Linked DNA regions of Sus scrofa: regions 2, 3, 4 and 5 are each linked to region 1. A link is a contact called in public HiChIP or PLAC-seq and promoter capture Hi-C data. All regions are on one chromosome and are shown on one strand. Each heading gives the region's core, a stretch centred on a gene start, on an enhancer-like site or on the middle of the called end of the contact. The rest is flanking DNA. Distances are from core to core; before and after follow the strand shown. Region 1 holds the start of SCAF4 (splicing factor, arginine/serine-rich 15). Region 2 holds the start of PAXBP1 (PAX3- and PAX7-binding protein 1). Region 3 holds the start of SYNJ1 (synaptojanin-1). Region 4 holds the start of URB1 (nucleolar pre-ribosomal-associated protein 1). Region 5 holds the start of MIS18A (protein Mis18-alpha).

Region 1 (3,288 bases), core at 398-2,897:
CACCTCCTCTCAGCCATCTCTCCTGACTCCACATGTGTTTATCCAACTGCCTCCTTGACATCTTCACTGATTTGCTCAAGGGGCAGCTCCAACTCCACAAGCCCCAGAAGGGCATCATCTTGCCTTGGGCATGTTAATTAACTGAATAGGGCCTTGCTTCCTCAACTAGAAAACAGAGGCATTACTGATGGCAGCGTCAAACGGAAGCCTGTTAAGAGTAAATAACACAGAGTAACATGCCAGATAGACTCCAGCATGTGGTAAACAGTCTATAAGAGTTCACCACTATTCTGCCTTCAATCAAACCCAATCCTCCCTAAATCCACCACCCACGCCCTCACCAAGCCAGAGTCTAAACCATCCTCCGTGACACCGCCCTCCTCCTCAACCTCACCGTTGCTCTGTCCTAGCCTGTCCACGCCATTCCTTAAGTATCTGACTTTATCTCACCTCCACTTCATTGCCTTAAGCTCTCAGCATCCCCTGGGCTAGAGCTAATCCTTCCTGGACCCCACGCTAGAAATTCTACCCGTTGCATGACACCACTCTCCACTTACAATTTTGCAAAGGCTCCCCACAGCCTTGGGGACAAAATCCAAACTCCCTGGAAGGGCACAGAGACTCTTCCGGACCTGGTTTCAGTCCTTCTCCTCACTCCCTAAGCTCCAGCTGGTCTTCCCTGGGAAATACACAGTACTCATCCAGCTTCCGAGGCCAGGGTTATCTTCTCCAACCACTCTTGCTACTTCTTCGAGACATAGCTCGGGTGCTACCTCCTCTGAGAAGTCTTCCTGGACTTCCAGTCAGGTGAGTATCTTTCTTGTTTCCCAGGGTCTCTACCCTAATGTTTACCACGCTTTAGTTATTATCGGCTCATTCGCCTGTCCTCCCCAACTAAACTGAGCTGGATCTTTTAATTTCCGTATTCCCAGAACCCAGCACAGTACCCCGCAGACAGGAGGTATTCAAGAGAAGTGAATCAGGGCCGGGTTTCCACCAAAAAGGAAACAACGCGTTTTGGGGAATCGATATATCACGGTTTAGCGAATCCACTCCTCCGGCAGCACATGACTGACTGCACAGGGGTTCCTTTAGGCCTGCGTGGATCTCCAATGCCTGCACGTCCTTCTTGGAGCTTACTCAGAATTAACCCACACAATTAGGGCTGACACGGGGCTGCATCGGTAGAGGTTGCACGGGGGCTTGCAAAGTGCACGCCCGACGGGCTGAAGTCAAATCCCGAGCCCTTTGTTCCAGGCTACGAAGATCAAGCAGCACTGAACCCGCCAGCCCCGCCAGCCCCGGCCGGGTGTAGGGCCTGCCTGGGTAGAATGGCACACAAAAACGACCCTACGAGCGCCGCGTAGGGTAGGGACGAGCGCGTGCGCGGGCACTGCCCGAGCCAACCTCCAGCGCTGGGATCCCGCGCTCTTCGGCGCCTCTCGCGGGGAACCCAGCCTCTGGCCAGGCAGTCTCCCGGGCCCGCGGCCGCAGCGGGCGGGAAAGAGCTCGGCGTACCGGCGTCACGAGCCACCGGCTAAGCGGGTGGCGCGCGCGCGCGCGCCGGGCGGGCGGGGGCGGGGCCAGCGCGGGAGGGGCGGGGCGGGGAGGGGCGGGGGCCGGGCACAGGAAGCGCTGGGAGGCCCGAGCTGTCCCAGGGTGCCCCGCGCGGCGTGGACTCGGGCCGCTGCCGCCATCCCGCTGGCGAGAGGGAGAGAGAGGCCCGCCCGCTTGCCGGTCGGGCCAGTGTGGGCTAGTGCGTGAGGGCGCGGGGGGCCGTGTCAGCGAGACGCAGAGCGCAGCCGCCACCACCAAACGGACATGTTGGAGCCCAGCGCCGCCGCCGCCGCCGCCTCTTTTGCCTCATCCTCGGAACGGGACTGAGAGGGGGCCCGCCACCCCTCCGCCTCTGCCTCGGCCGTCCGCCCCGCCGCCTCGGCCGCAGCCTCTTCCTACCCGGCCTCCGACCCCGCCGTTCATCGCCTCCTCCGGCCCCTCAGGCCCAGCCGGTTCCCCTGCCCCGCTCCGCCGCGGCGCGAGGTCTATGTGACCGGCGGGCCCGGAGCAGCCGCCGCCGCAGCGCGAACATGGACGCCGTCAACGCCTTCAACCAGGAGGTGAGGGGTTCTCGGGACACTGGGGTGCCGGGCCTGCCGCCGGAGTCGGGGCGTCGCTTCTCCCGCCGCCGGAGGTTTAAAGCTTAGGTCGGGGTGGGGACGCTTCCTGCCCCGGTTCCGGGGCGGCGGGGCCTGCGCGGAGCGGCCTGTGGCCCCGGGGAGGTCGCGGCGGCCGCGGGAGCCGACCCCACACCCCTCCCCCACCGCTCACCCCCGGGCGGCGACCTCGGGCTGCCCCTCTCGCCCCCTTCCGGCCTCCTCCGGCCCGCGTCGGCGCTGGTGTCTCTAACTTCGCCCCTTTTCAGGTCCCGGCGCTCTCGCTTTCTGCTCCCAGCCCCGTTATTGGCTTCCCTGTGCCGGGAGCCCGCAAGGGGCTAAGAAAGAAGCGCGGGCGGGCGTGGGGGGCGGGGGAGCGGGAGCATCTGCCGGTCGCGGGGCTGGCGGACCGGCGGCCTCGGCTCTCCTGTTGCTCAGGCCGCGGCGCGACGGCGGCTGGACTCTGATCTCAGGTCGGGGAGGAGTTGGAGAGGGTGTTCATCCCCCTCCCCCGGGATTCCTGCACTTGGGAAGTGGGGTTAATAAACTAGGAGGCGGCACCATACCGAGTCGCTAACCCAACCATCTTATGGGCTCTGGGGCCCCAACGTGACACCCAAAAAGTTGAATGGGAGAGACAAGTATTTGCTCGGCGTTAGTCCGCTAGAAAGCCGGCTTTGGCCTCCAGTCCCCCACCCTCACACCCTTAATCCTCGGCTCCCTTCTTTGAGAACATTTACATGTGAAAACCTCCCAAAACCGGGAACAAAGCTGCCCGCCGCCCTGAAGCTCTGTGGTTTTATCTCAAATCTTTCCAGGTGCTGTTTTTGAATATAGAGTCCACACTTTCTCTCTTTTAGGAGCGATTTGCGGAGAGGGGTCTTGACCACTGATGATTTAAAATGTAGTTACAGAGTGGAAACAATTGTCATGTGTTGAGTTGGATTATCTTTCTTTTCCAAATACTAAAGATAAACCCAACATTGAAAAATTCAAAATGTGGTAGTGCTAGGTTTCTTGGTCCGGCGTGAAAAACTTGCTGCATTCACAGTGAGATTTTTGTAGTTACACTTGTAGTAGAATTAGGGTGCAATAGCTTTGAATTTGTAGTGCCATAATACCGTACCCTCCAGTA
Region 2 (3,288 bases), core at 304-2,803, 980 kb before region 1:
GATCTCAAACCCAATCAGGGAAAACCAGAGAAAAGAGGCAGGTGAGTATGACACAGAAAGTCTTGAGTTTGGGATCTTTTGCTTCAAACTTGGAACTTAAATCTCAAGTGACATTTTGACAGGATGATGTAGGTGAATAGGCACTCGGGTAGGAATACAAATTGGCACAGCTGTTAAAAACAGCAACTTAGAATTAGCAAAATTACAACTGCATACCTTGAGATCTAGTTCATGCTACTAGTGATCATTTTTTGAAGCTTTTCGTTGTGGCATTGATAATTATAGCAAGACTGGAAATAAATTTCATGCCTTTCCCCCACCCCTCTCACGCCTACAGCATGTGGAAGTTCCCAGGCCAGGGATGGAACCCCAGCCACAGCAGTGACCATGCTGGATCCTTAACTGCTAGGCCACCAGGGAACTCCTTTAATACCAATTTTTTTATGCAACTGGCTAAATAAATTATGGTACTTTCAAACAATGGATCACTATGCAGCTGGGTAAAAGAAGAGACACCATTTTACATACAAATATAACTGATCTTCAATTAGACTAAAATGCACTGTTTGCACACTGTGGGAAAAAGGTAATTCACAAAAATATACATCTTTGCTTCTACATTCATAGGCTGTCTCTGCAGGATCGTGAGAAACTTTTAACATTGCCTGCAACCTTCAGGGCTTCTAGGGATGGATGGTTTGTTTGTTTGTTTCACTATATGAATGTCCTTTGTTACCTTTTAAATTTTGAGACATGACAACAAATTCGCACTTACACACATGAGTGAAGGAAAAGGCCCTGTGTTTGCTAATACAATGAGTAAGCTTGCGAGTTCAACTTCAAACACCCGGATCCACCGTTGCCAGTTAAGTTTGTTAACCTCTGTGGCACAAGGCTGAAATGTGTCACAACCATCCCCAGTCCTCAAGTCGATTTTTCCTTCCGTTTCTGAAATCAGCCATGTGTCAGAACTCCTAGCAAACCTGGCATTCTTTGGAAAACACCAAAACACTTTTGCTTTCGTTGTATTAGAGGGAGGGGGGCTAAAAACATCAGGCCAGGTAATATCTGATCATAAATGAAATTCACTGTTTTTGAAAGTTCTCTGTAGCCATTAAGCTGCAGAAATACTAAGTGTTACTCAACAGAGTTAGTAATAATTACCATACAACACCTCAGTTCAGCACACCCTCTGGGCTCCACGCACCCTCACCAAAGGCTTCACCTTCGGGCTCCTCCTCCCGCTCCTCCTCTCGCTCCGCCTCCCGCCCCCTCCCCCTTGTATTTGCCTCTCTCAGCGCTTGGCGGGAGTTTCCTCGCGTGACTAGTCTGCGTAAGTGCGGAAGACGCACTGCAGCACCTTGGGCTGAGGGACGCCGGGTTTACTCTTTCTTTTCGTCTCTATGATCCTCTTTGTGACCCGTCGGAGAGCACTAGAGTCCCAGAGTTGCCTGCCAATAGTCCTCCAGGCCGACAGAGGGCAGTGCAAAAAGCTGACGTTCTCGCGAGAGGGGCGGTGTTCTCTCCACGTAGTGAGAGCGGAGCGCATGCGGGTTCGGTGGTGCGCGGTAGCTGGGGCAAAGACTGGACCTGGCTGGAGCTCGGGAGAGCGCGCGTGCGCGCTGTCGCGAGCTCGGCGCTGCCGGGGCTGCCGTGTAGGAGTGGGCATACGACCGCGGTGCGGGCCGCAGGCATGTTCCGAAAGGCCCGGCGAGTGAACGTGCGCAAGCGGAATGACTCGGAGGAGGAGGAGCGAGAGCGTGATGAAGAGCAGGAGCCTCCACCGTTGCTGCCGCCGCCGGGCACCGGCGAAGAGCCGGGCCCCGGCGACAGGGCCCCCGGGGGGGAGTCACTGCTGGGCCCGGGGCTGCCGCCGCCACCCTCCGCGCTGGCTCCTGGCCCCGGAACCGAGGCCGGGGGTTGCTTCCCGGGCGGCGCGGAGCCCGGCAACGGGCTGAAGCCGCGCAAGAGGCCGCGCGAGAACAAAGAGGTGCCCCGGGCCAGCCTGCTCAGCTTCCAGGACGAGGACGAAGGTAACTGCCGCGCTTCAGCGCCCCCAGACCCCGACATCCGTTTCCCCGGCCCCGACCGCGGGTCTCCGCATTCCCCTGACGCTCAGCCTCAGCCCCCGAGAAAGGAGCCCTTTCCCGCCGGATCTGCTGTACGTTTTCCCCGCCTCCGGCCTTCTGCTTTGGCAGGGGATGCGTTCCTGCGCCGCCACCAACCTTTTCTTAACTACCGCCTCCTTTTCGTCGTCTCGAACATTTTCTACTCCGAGGGGCCGGATCTCAGATTAGTCATTTAGAGTTTTTCAAGAAAAAATTCCGTGTTCCCTACTCTGCCTCTTCCTGGCAGGTGTGTTTTAGGGAGAACTCGAGTCGTATCCCCTGACTGCTCTTGGCACGTTCTCTGAGCCCTCTGCAGGTCAGTGTACCCAGTGGTATATGCACTGTACCCAGTAGTGACCCAGGTCACTGTACCCAGTAGGTAGGTCTCTTGGTCTCCTGGTCCTTGTCAGGCATCCTTGCTCAGGAAGGCAGGGTGTGTAAAGAGGAGTACTAGATTTGGGAACAGAAGCTCTGGTTGAAGAACTGGTTCTGAGTGACCTTGAACTAGTCCCTGGCGATCGCCGAGCCTCAGTTTACCCATGAAAGTGAATGGGGCTACAAACGTGCAGGCTTCCTCAAATTGACGCTTGGACAATGAAGCGAGGCGGTGTGAGGGGCCAGGCTGCAGTGGATTTAGATTTCTGATCCTAAATGAGCCGTAAGTCATTTCACTTGCCAAATTGTTGAGTGTGTAATATAACCCAATTAAGTGTATGTTGTAAAAAACGAAATCAAGACTTGTAAATCTCACATCTCGATGCAGGAACGCTTTCTTGTTTCTAGTAATAGGCAGTTTGTCTTTGGCTTTTGTGTGATTTTTTTTTTTTTTTTGGAGAGGAGTCCAGCCATTTTTTTGTTTTTGGTGATACAGGAACAATTTGCTAAAGTATTTTTGTTTGACTTTAACGTTTTCAAATTAAAGATGATGGCCACATCATCAAAACTTGTTTTTGAAAAGTGATTCTTTCTCAGCTTAGTATTGAAATAACAACATGTCAGTTTGTGATTGATATAGAGTTACTCAGACTTGCCAACTGTGTTAACTAGCACCTTTTGATTTTGGATATTTTGTTTCAGATACCTTAATAATTTGGTAGTTAGGTGCTTTTTCAGTGACTTTTTTTCCCCCCCTTGCTGAAATATGATTTAGGGAAGACAATAGGACCTAGGAAAATTGTGT
Region 3 (3,288 bases), core at 477-2,976, 930 kb before region 1:
TAGAACCAAGAAATGCTGACCTAAATTTCCTTAGTTTAAAATCAAAAGACACCAGGAATAGGCAGAACATTTGCTTCTAAAAGGGCATAGCAACACTATTTTGCACCTTGAGAAAGGAGGGGTTCCTGCTGTACGCACACACAGACACAGGTGCACTGGAAGATGCGGTGTGGGCAAGTTGGGTTTGCAGTCCCAACTCCACTTGAAACTGAATAATTTTTAACAAGTTAACTTTTCTGGGTCTCAGTTGTCATAAAAAGCAACTTCCAGGCAATGTACTCGATAACACCAACGTATGTCCTGAAGCTATAACCTTCCCTATGTTTTTGTTGTTGTTGTTGTTGTTTTGGTGCTTACCTGTCTGGCATTCCTTGTGGAAGTATTATACCTGAAAAGGCAATAAGAAAAATTCCATTCTCGCCCACTCCCATTTTGTTTTCTCTGTCCAATGTCATCTTCAATTGGAATGGATTCTTCTGAAGGGGGCACGTGAGGGGCAGAAGTAACCATAGACCAGTAGAGTAACTTCATTAATTCCGAGGCTGCTGTCAGTAACCACCAGTTGAGCAAAACAGTTTTTCTAAGGAGTAGTACTGAATAAGAGAAATCCTCTCCACTTCTCAGAACTAAAGCTAAGTGTCTGCCATCACCTTCTAGAAAAGTCGTGGCTTCATTTTTAATGAATGACAGCTACTTTAGTATCCCGAAACCAGAGTGGGTTCTAGCTTCTCTAAAGTGAAATGTGAAGCCATGTGACAGGGCCCAGAGGGGGAAATGATCTTGTGCAATATACTAAATTTAAATTCTGCTTTTGCTGTTGGTAAAGCAAGAAGGGGAAGACATAAAGAAAAAGCAAAGGCAAGTGGAAACAGTTTCCCAGGGGGCTGAGTTCTTCGGGTTTTTCAATTCCTTTTTGCCCTGTTGGTTTTGATCATTTTTAGATTTATTAAGTGGAAACGGAATAAGAAGTCCGTAGAAAAAAACGATATAAGCCACGATGCATGATTTGTTGAAAAATGAAGATAGGAGGAAAGGGGAAGATTCTTTAGTTATGAAATTACACTGTTAGCAAAATATTCGCTATTCAGTGACAACCATAGCTGCCTTGGCCTCAGTCCAGCCAGCCATGTTTGAGTATTGAGATCCTAGCTAGCGATTTCCTATTCTCTCCACTGTACATACAGTTGAGGACTCTTTTTTATAGTACTCTTGAGAGCTCCAGAACACAGCAAATGAAAAGGCAACGAGCAAGGTTGTTCCAAAACGGAATTAGTTTTTCTTCCTGCTTCCTACCGAGACGCTCAGAATAAGAACCCGGCGCTGTTCGCAGGGAGACACCATGGACAGCTCTTCAGGCTTTGCCCTCTTAGCCTGCTGCGCTGACTGTCCCGAGGCCTCCCCCGAGTCTACGCCGATGGGGGCCGCAGGGGGTGGTCGGGACACCCATCTTGGGCACGTATCAATATCCAGCTCCCAAAGCTTTTCCCCAGAGTCCCTCCTTGGAGCCTACAGGGAGGGCTGGTAAGCTCTGAAAAGCCCACGCAAGGGGGTCAAGAAGGACGCATCTTCCCTCTCCCCGTCGCATCACCAGCGGTGGGACCTGCAGCCGCAGCCTGGGGTACACGCCGCCCGCGGCGAAGGTTGGTGCCCTTGGAGGCGGTGGCCACCCACCACTACCTGGCCCGCCGGGCGGCCCCCGAGTGGGCGTGGCCCCCGGACGCCCCCGCCCCTTTCCTGCGAGGGGCGGGCCTTCCGCCCCGGGCCCCGGCGCAATGCGGAAGAGATGGACCTGCTGGAACGGAAGTGACGCTTCCGGCGACTGTGGCTGCGGCTGCGGAAGACGGAGGAGGAGGAGCCGGAGGAAGAGGTGAGCCGGCTGGCGGAGGGCGGGGAGCGGCTGCGGCCGGACCCACCGGCTGCGGGGCTCGCGGGCCGGCGCTTCCTGGAGCAATCTCCGCCTCCGCAGCCTGGGCGGGAGCGGTGAGAGGCGACCGCCGGCTGCCGGGTATGGGAGGGCTGGCAGGGTGGTTGGGAGCCCACTGGTTGTGAGGGCGCCGCGTCGGGCGGGGGGCTGAGGTGACAGCGGCTGTCAGCCTGCCCGCAGGAAAGGCACCGATTAGTATGGGCGCCGGGTCATCTTTTCTGGCGTATAATGGAGGGAACGGACTGCTCGTCGTTTCCGTCCCCCTGGGAAGGAGCCGCTTTCCTGACGGTCGATTGCCCGGGACCCCCGAGGAGCCCCGGTCGGGTCCGTGTCCCGAGTCGTGACTCTTCCCGGGTGGCCATTCATATTTACCGGCTGCCGCCTGCGGACCGGTCAGCCCGCGGTGCCCTGGGGCTGGGCGGGAGGCGGCGGTAACCTGTGTCGCTTTCCTTGCCCTTCACCGCCGCCCCCGGGAGAGCTTGTTCAGTCGGGTAATCCTTTCCCATTTCTCGCCCCCTAAGGAGCTTTGAATCCGCCTTGGTAACCTTCCCACCTACGTCTCGTTTTCCCCCTTTCGGCCTGAAGTTTCCGAACCGTTTCCCTTTTAACGTAGTGACAAATCCTGAAGCAGGAAGCTGATAAACAATTCCGAGCGAAATACGCTCAATTTTTTTCCTTTTGGTAAACATAAACTAAAGGGGAAACTCCTCTTAACCAAGCCGTTCATGGGCTTGGAGTGATAAAACCCCGACTTGCCTTGCGCTGAGAATTGGTGCCGTTTCGTCTTGCTTTTCTGTAAAATTAAGTGACGACTTATCTTTTGGAATAAACCATTCTCTCCCCGAGCTCCCTTTTTTTTCCACCCCACCCCCCATCAAAACCTGGCAGGGAGGGACTTCTGGATGCCTTGCAGTCCTTGCTGCAGAAAGAAACATTAGCTTCATTTGCTTTGCTTTTGCTTGGTTTTCACAGGGCTGCCTCTGAAGAAAGGAGAATGGCGTTCAGCAAAGGATTTCGGATCTATCACAAATTGGATCCCCCACCTTTCAGCCTCATAGTGGAAACTAGGCATAAGGAAGAATGTCTCATGTTCGAGTCTGGGGCTGTAGCCGTGCTCTGTAAGTCATCTCGTACAGCCCAGCTGATGATGGTCTGTTTTGATTTGAAATAATTCAGATTCAACCCATTTTTTTAAGGAAGACTCTGATAACCTTCTCATTGTTTTTCACCTAGCAGGTCATGCTTTTATTTCCTTTTAACCAGATCTTATTTTCTTTTCTTCCCCTGCTGCAGGTTTTTTTTGGAGGTGGGGGGAGATGCAGGTTTTGGTACACATTTTTGCTTTCTTGGGTTCCTCTGCTGCT
Region 4 (3,288 bases), core at 556-3,055, 650 kb before region 1:
GAGTTCCCGTCATGGTGCAGTGGTTAACGAATCTGACTAGGAACCATGAGGTTGCAGGTTCGATCCCTGGCCTTGCTCAGTGGATTAAGGATCTGGCATTACCATGAGCTGTGGTGTAGGTTGCAGACGCGGCTCAGATCCCATGTTGCTGTGGCTGTGGTGTAGGCCAGTGGCTACAGCTCTGATTAGACCCTGGGAACTCCATATGTGGTGGGAGCGGCCCTAGAAAAGGCAAAAAGACAAATAAATAAATAAATAAATAAATAAAATAAAATAAAATAAAATAAAATAAAATTGGAGCTAGGATACACTGGGTGAGTGGTCCACCGCTTACAAACTGGATAGTACCAGCAAGTTCTCCCACTTTCTCTAAGTCTTTCTAAAGAGAGATGATAATTTGCTCAAGGTCACGTAGGCAGAAACTGAATAGTTTTTGACTATTTCCTGCTTCTCTCTGCTGTCTCTTTGGTCAGGTCCACTGTGGTTGAAAACAAAGTTGGTGGTTGGCAATTAACCATAGAAAAGAACCCCGTGAAGATGACCGGTCAGAATTAAGTCTGTCTTTACTAACAAGAGTATCCTCCTTGACAGCCTAAATTTTGAGCATATCCCTGCCTTTTAATACCTCTGCATCAGTTCAGATCTGCTCAGGCTACTCCCTCTGACCTGCCTACAAGGTAGGCATTTCCACAGGCACAATAGTCTTGCCAGGTCAGGAGCACAGGGTCAACAGCACAGGCTTTTTCTATTAGAGACTCTGAAACCCTAACAGGTCACAAAAAGCCACTGTTCTCAGATGCTCACAACAGATCTGCTTACAGACCACGGGGCAGTACTTTCTCATACTAGAGGACAAGCTGACAGATAATTCCAGGAATCACCAAATGACTTATCTAATGACCTGCTTCATGATTTGTTTGCGCACATAACCAAGTATGGATGAAGTTGTATTAAAAAATGCACTAGCCTGTTTCCACTTATTTATACCTCCGTTTTATTTCAGAACAAGTCAATAACATCTTACAAAAACACAGTAGTTTTTTTTTTTCTCCCGTCAAAGCAGTTTTTCATGCATTGCATCACTTTCTCCGCTGAGAACAGCTGGCTTTACTGTCTCCATTTTAATGACAGGGGCTTAGATGTGGAGGCTGCTGCGCTGTCCGCGTAGGGTTTTCACAGACGTTACTTCATTTGATCCCCTCCTCCCACCCTACATGACCAGAAAGGCGCAAGTCCACCCATCAGTTTGGGGAAGTGGAGGTCGTCTGGGGCGACATCGCACCAGACAAGCCAGTCTGGTTCCGGATGTGAGATAAGCTAGGGGTCAGGGTTAGGGGCATCCGCACGACCTTCGACCTGGTCCCAGAGCAAGGATCTCCCCACAAAAGCCCACCTGGCACTTAGCCCGGGGCAGCCACCCTCCTGGCCAACTCGCTGGGCCTCGAACAGGCAAAGCACCGAATCCCGCTGCATGTCAGTCAAGAGGCACCATTAGGGCGCCCACAGGTCAAGAACCGAGCTGACGGTGCTGCTGCCAGCGGTCTGGCTCGTGCCCCCCAGGAGTGGAGGATCTGGGGATTCTTCCTCCCAAGAACCCTCGAGAAAGCCGCCGATAGACGCCCCCGCCCCCCCGCGCCGAGGCCAAGCGCGGGTGTGGTGGAGCGTCGGCTCGGCCCGGGGCAGCGAGCTAGGGAGCTAGAATCGCACAGCCAAGAGGGAACCGCTACCGGGTTTCCGCCGGACCGCCCTTCCCACAGGCCCCGCCCCGCCCTTCCCACAGGCCCCGCCCCTTCCGCCGGCCTCCCTCCCGAGGCTCCGCCTCTTCCGACAGCCCCCCGCCCCTTCAGCCCACGTGTGGGCCACAGGTGCCTGTCGGGTCTCCCCCGGTGTCCTCTTGTCAGGTCCCGGGGTGTGTGGGTCCCGGCGCGTCCCCGCCCTCTCGGCCATGGGGGTCCCCAAAAGGAAGGCTGCGGGCGGCCGGGAAGGTGGAGCTACCCCTGCGGGCGCAGCCAAGCGAGCCCGCACCGAAGAGCTCACGGGCGTGCGCTTCAAGACTCAGCTGAGAGACGCGCAGGGTGCGGGGCCGGGTGAGTGCGGGACCCGGGGCGGGGAGCCGATGCGTTCGGGGCGGCCTACCCGCCTCGGTGTGTGTGTGGATGCAGCCTCTTCTTCCTGCAGCGAGGGTCAGAGCTCAGCCTCCCGATTCGCAGTCGGGAAACCGAGGCCCGGGTGCTTGGGAGTCCAGGGCCCAGACTTGCTTGAATGTGACAGTTCCTGCGATCCCACACCTCCCTTGCCCGGACAGTGTCCCTCAGCAAGCTCTAAAACCTTTACTGCAATTGTCAGGAAAGTGGATGTGTAGTACTTATTCACAAAACGGATTATTTATCGAGTCCCGACTGTGAGTTTGCTACTGCCATGGCTGTCAGCTCTGTTTTCCGTAGCTTTGATCCTCCAACACTCACACCGACCAGAAAACCTGTCATAAGCTCCCACATGAAGCTACTGCAGGACTTGACAGTTGAGCAAGATTAGACTAGTGACAGATATGGTTCCCGTTGTCGTGGTGCAGCGGAAACGAATCCGACTAGGAGCCATGAGGACAGAGGTTCGATCCCTGGCCTCACTCAGTGGGTTAAGGATCTGGGCCTTACCGTGAGCTGTGGTGTAGGTTGCAGACGTGGCTTGGGTCCTGGGAACTTCCATATGCCGCTGGTGTGGCCCTAAAAAGCAAAAAGAGACTAGTGACAGATAAGGAGCAGATTCAATAATTGCACTTTTTGAAAAGTGTGACCTAACTTCCCAATTCCTTGTACTCCATTAGAAAGTATTTAGGTTATGAGGACAAAACGCAATGGAAGACACTAGCATGTGCGAAACACTGGTACTGTGTCAGAAGAAAGCAGTGACTGTTTCAAGTGAAAGTTAAGTTAATGTCCAGAGTATCCTCAATTTCCAGTTTGTCTTGCACAGATTGTGTTTTTAAACGTTGGATGCCAGCATATGCTAGCCAGAGCTGGGAAGATGATAGTGGCTTTAGCAAAGAAGTTTGCGTTTCATTCATTCCTTTGTTCATTACTTGCAAGGGGCTGGTATTTGTCAGAGTAGAGGTAAAATGGTGAGTAAGAATCTGCCATGGGGAAGCCTATGAATAGTCAAGTGGGAAGGCAGATGGGAATCCTTAAAGTCCCATACCAATCATTTCAGCACAAAGCGCTCTAAAAGGACAGGGATAGAAACTTTCCTGGTGGAAGAAAGAGCATGTGGAGTTCCCGCTGTGGCTCAGCA
Region 5 (3,288 bases), core at 306-2,805, 530 kb before region 1:
CCCGAGGCATATCATCTCATGCTTTTATTTGTGCTTGTCTAGTTAAGTAAGCCTGCCTCGTTCTGATGCCTTTCTCGAGCGAATATTAACTTACCGTGGTCTCCCAAGTTTCCCTAGGTTTTCCTATCTACGGTCCCCTATTGGGATGTCTACAACTAGCTGTGTAATTATCCTACTCTATCCCTATCACTTCCAGGGTCTCATCTGAGCAATAACATGGCAGAAAAAGAACCTGTGACGAGTGGCTCCCCAACAACCCCAGCCTTCTCCACCTTGGGGAAATTAGGCAGACAAACTGGAGCAGGGGCAACCAAAAGTGGAGGTGTCCTTACTGACAGTATTTGTGTCACCCAGGAGCTTGTTAAGCAAATTCTTGGGCCCATCCTGACTTTTTTTTTTGCTTTTTTAGTGGCGTACCCTCGGCATATGGAGATTCCCAGGCTAGAAGTCAAATCGGAGCTACCGCTGCCAGCCTACACCACAGCCACAGCAATGCCAGATCTGAGCTACAGCTGCCAGCCTACACCACAGTTCACGGCAATGCCGGCTACTTAACCCACGGAGTGAGGCCAGGGATTGAACCCTCAACCTCATGGTTCTTAGTCGGATTTATTTTTGCTGCACCACGACAGGAACTCCTGACCTATTGATCGAGAACCTTCAAAGGTGGTTTGGAGGAAGAATGTTGCCTGTCCTGTCAGTAAACAAAGGATGTTTCAGCTATCAAGCCATCGGCCACTGCAACCAACCCAGTTGTGCTTAACTAGATAGTTAAGATGCACATCGAAGGAATGATTTCGATGGGCCCAGATTTTTGCATCTTCCCAGTCTTAGAAAAGTGCTCAATTCGTTAACTTAAGTTGTCTGGTTTTCTTCAGTCAACAGCAATTTTTTGATGTTCCAACTATCTGGGGTTGCTTTTGTTTTGCAAAGACTCCTACATACCCTGGCTCCTCCCTTGCCTCTAGGAGCAGTCCCTCACAGCTATCTGAGAGGCTGACTCCAGGGCAGAAGTCCTTAAGCAAGTCCACCAAATAAGACAAAATTTTCAACTTTTAGGTTGTGCACCCCCCCCGCACCCCGCCCAGTGTACCGGGGGAATCAGAAATCTGTGTTTTAACCAGCTTAGGTGACTCTTAGGCATGCTAAATTTGATGGGTTGTAGTACTTGGAGATGGGACACGCCATAGAAAGCAGCAGTGTAGCCAACTCCTCTATCTCTAGGTGGTGGGTGGGTTGCACATTTGCTTTCCTAACCATTGCCAAGGTCTCCGCGATGGGTCGGTAGTTTAGTCTGCCATCCCTAATTTTTTCAAAGACTCCTCCCCTCCTGTGTTAGAGGGTGAACCCTCCTCCCGAAATAGCCTACGGAGCGGGGCTCCTGCAGTCTCAATTTTCTAAGGTTGGAAAACCTGAGGCAGGAGCATGGACCGCCTGGCTCAGCCCAGCTCCTCTGCGAGCATGCGCGCTACTAGGCTGCCCGCGGTTCCTCTTCCCTTAGACCCCGCCCCTTCGTCACCGCCTCGCTCCGCCCCTTCGCCTCGCGCATGCGTAGGGGCGTTTTTCCCGTCACGCTCCGCGGCGCGGGCAGTTTGTAGCTAATGGCGGTTGCTTGGTCTCCAAATAGTTGCAAAGGATGCTCCTCTACTAGCTGTGCATGTGGCGACAAGGGCAAGTGGAGCGACTCCTTGCTGTTAGGCAAGCGGCTCTCAGAAGACTCTAGCCGCCAACAGCTGCTGCAGAAGTGGGCGAGCATGTGGAGTTCCGTGAGCGAGGACGCGTCGGTGGCCTGCACGGAAAGGACGCGGCGCGAGGAGGCTGCGAAGACCGCGGACGAGGAGGACAGGCCGCTGGTGTTTCTGTGCTCTCGCTGCCGGCGGCCTCTGGGGGACTCCCTGAGCTGGGTGACGAGCCAGGAGGACACCAACTGCATCCTGCTGCGTTGTCAGTTCGGGCCATGGGAGCTTAGGGCTTAGGGCTGCCTTCTTCCCGGGGGTACAGTACCTGCGCGGCCTCGGAGGAGGCGGGGTGGGGGTGTGTGTTTTCTGGCTGCTTGGGGTCTTTAAAAGCAGAAAAGTCTGAGAGGATGAGAAAAGGGGGAGGAGGAGAGTCACCCTTGCACTTTGGGCTCACAAGTGACAAGTCCTTTTCTGGGGTCTCCCATCATTATCGCCGTGAGCATTTCTTAGAGAAAAGTGACAACTAGGTTGTAAGCATTTGGGGCGTGGCCACTCTGTATTACTCCTCGTGGAAATTAGTGGGCTGTTCATCGGTAAATAATAGTGTTCCTGGTTTATTTAGTAAACCAAGCTTCTCAGCTACCTGCTTCTTGCAAGAGATATCAGGTTTGATTTATCAAATCTTATTTGTATCAGCGGAGACTTTACAATCAGAAGTGCTGCAGCCATACAGTTGACAGAACATAATGCTATCCAGAAAATTAAAGGAGACTTGCAATGAAAACAGCAATGATCCCATCAAAATTGGAGAGGAAGGAGGATGTAGTAAAAGTTAAGAAAGTCGCGGCTTTAGCTTTTAATACTGGCTCTACCGATTATCTGTATGTTTCTCCGTTTCCTTGTTTTGTTGTTTCCATAGTGTTTCTTTATTTTTCCATAGTGTTTCAATATTTTTTCTGAGTTGTTGTGAAAATCTCTATTCTTTTTGGACTTGTGGTTTTCAAGATGAAGTTTATATGCTCTGTTTGGATTCTGCAGATAATTTGGTGGCATACATTCACCACCAAAATTTATTAACATTTGTGGAATGTTTGCCTTCCTGGGATATATTAAGAAGAAAGTAGGGCAGCGGGTGTCCACCTGAAACTTTTTGCAACCTATAGTTTTCCTTAAGGATGCATCAGTTCATTGACAATAATTGCCGGGAGTCCCTTTCAGTTATTAAACATAAGCCTAAGGACATACATTTCCCATAGTAATTCACTAAGATTAACCCTTTGCACCTATTAAATTGTGCAGAAGGATGTAAAAGTAAAAAGAACTTATCCTCCTGACCCTGATATTCTCATGGTCCCAGAGTTCAACGTGCTTTATTCTCGTTTATACTTCCAGATACTCTTCATGCATTTATGAGCATATTTAAACATATATCTTAAAATTTTTACAGTATAGTTGATTACAGTGCCAATTTCCGCTTCTGCGGTATAGCAAAGTGACTCGGTTATACACATATATACCTTCTTTTTTATTTTCTTTTCTATTATGGTTTATCCCAGGAGATTGGATATAGTTCTCTGTTCTATACAGTAGGACCTTACCCGCTGTGTGT

Evidence for each region. Promoter capture Hi-C pulls out the DNA fragments that hold promoters and counts their contacts. HiChIP or PLAC-seq counts read pairs in DNA pulled down with a chosen protein or histone mark.
Region 2: a contact with region 1 is called in a promoter capture Hi-C map of liver, with 3 times the contacts expected there. The contact joins the promoter of PAXBP1 here to the promoter of SCAF4 in region 1. A contact is called at or near these places in 1 of 5 promoter capture datasets (liver) and 4 of 47 Hi-C or Micro-C datasets (heart right ventricle, liver, retroperitoneal adipose tissue and 1 more).
Region 3: a contact with region 1 is called in an H3K27ac HiChIP or PLAC-seq map of skeletal muscle, with 4 times the contacts expected there. The contact joins the promoter of SYNJ1 here to the promoter of SCAF4 in region 1. A contact is called at or near these places in 1 of 5 promoter capture datasets (liver) and 1 of 2 datasets of contacts at active chromatin or transcription factors (skeletal muscle).
Region 4: an H3K27ac HiChIP or PLAC-seq map of alveolar macrophages shows a contact between it and region 1. The contact joins the promoter of URB1 here to the promoter of SCAF4 in region 1. A contact is called at or near these places in 1 of 5 promoter capture datasets (liver) and 1 of 2 datasets of contacts at active chromatin or transcription factors (alveolar macrophages).
Region 5: a contact with region 1 is called in an H3K27ac HiChIP or PLAC-seq map of skeletal muscle, with 3 times the contacts expected there. The contact joins the promoter of MIS18A here to the promoter of SCAF4 in region 1. A contact is called at or near these places in 2 of 5 promoter capture datasets (fetal skeletal muscle and liver) and 1 of 2 datasets of contacts at active chromatin or transcription factors (skeletal muscle).

What each region holds. Positions count from the first base shown.
Region 1 is chr13:195,394,593-195,397,880 of Sscrofa11.1, reverse strand. It overlaps SCAF4 (splicing factor, arginine/serine-rich 15), which reads left to right and starts at 1,647. Exons shown (of 20, transcript XM_005657142.3): 1 at 1,647-2,117. The coding sequence starts at 2,088.
Region 2 is chr13:196,369,523-196,372,810 of Sscrofa11.1, reverse strand. It overlaps PAXBP1 (PAX3- and PAX7-binding protein 1), which reads left to right and starts at 1,553. Exons shown (of 18, transcript XM_003132753.5): 1 at 1,553-2,033. The coding sequence starts at 1,694. It overlaps LOC106505849 (a long non-coding RNA gene), which reads right to left and starts at 1,416. Exons shown (of 4, transcript XR_001300667.2): 1 at 1,165-1,416.
Region 3 is chr13:196,328,950-196,332,237 of Sscrofa11.1, reverse strand. It overlaps SYNJ1 (synaptojanin-1), which reads left to right and starts at 1,726. Exons shown (of 32, transcript XM_013982569.2): 1 at 1,726-1,867; 2 at 2,897-3,042. The coding sequence starts at 1,773.
Region 4 is chr13:196,046,399-196,049,686 of Sscrofa11.1, reverse strand. It overlaps URB1 (nucleolar pre-ribosomal-associated protein 1), which reads left to right and starts at 1,805. Exons shown (of 41, transcript XM_021069844.1): 1 at 1,805-2,087. The coding sequence starts at 1,946.
Region 5 is chr13:195,926,576-195,929,863 of Sscrofa11.1, reverse strand. MIS18A (protein Mis18-alpha) reads left to right here and starts at 1,555. Exons shown (of 5, transcript XM_021070912.1): 1 at 1,555-1,944. The coding sequence starts at 1,602.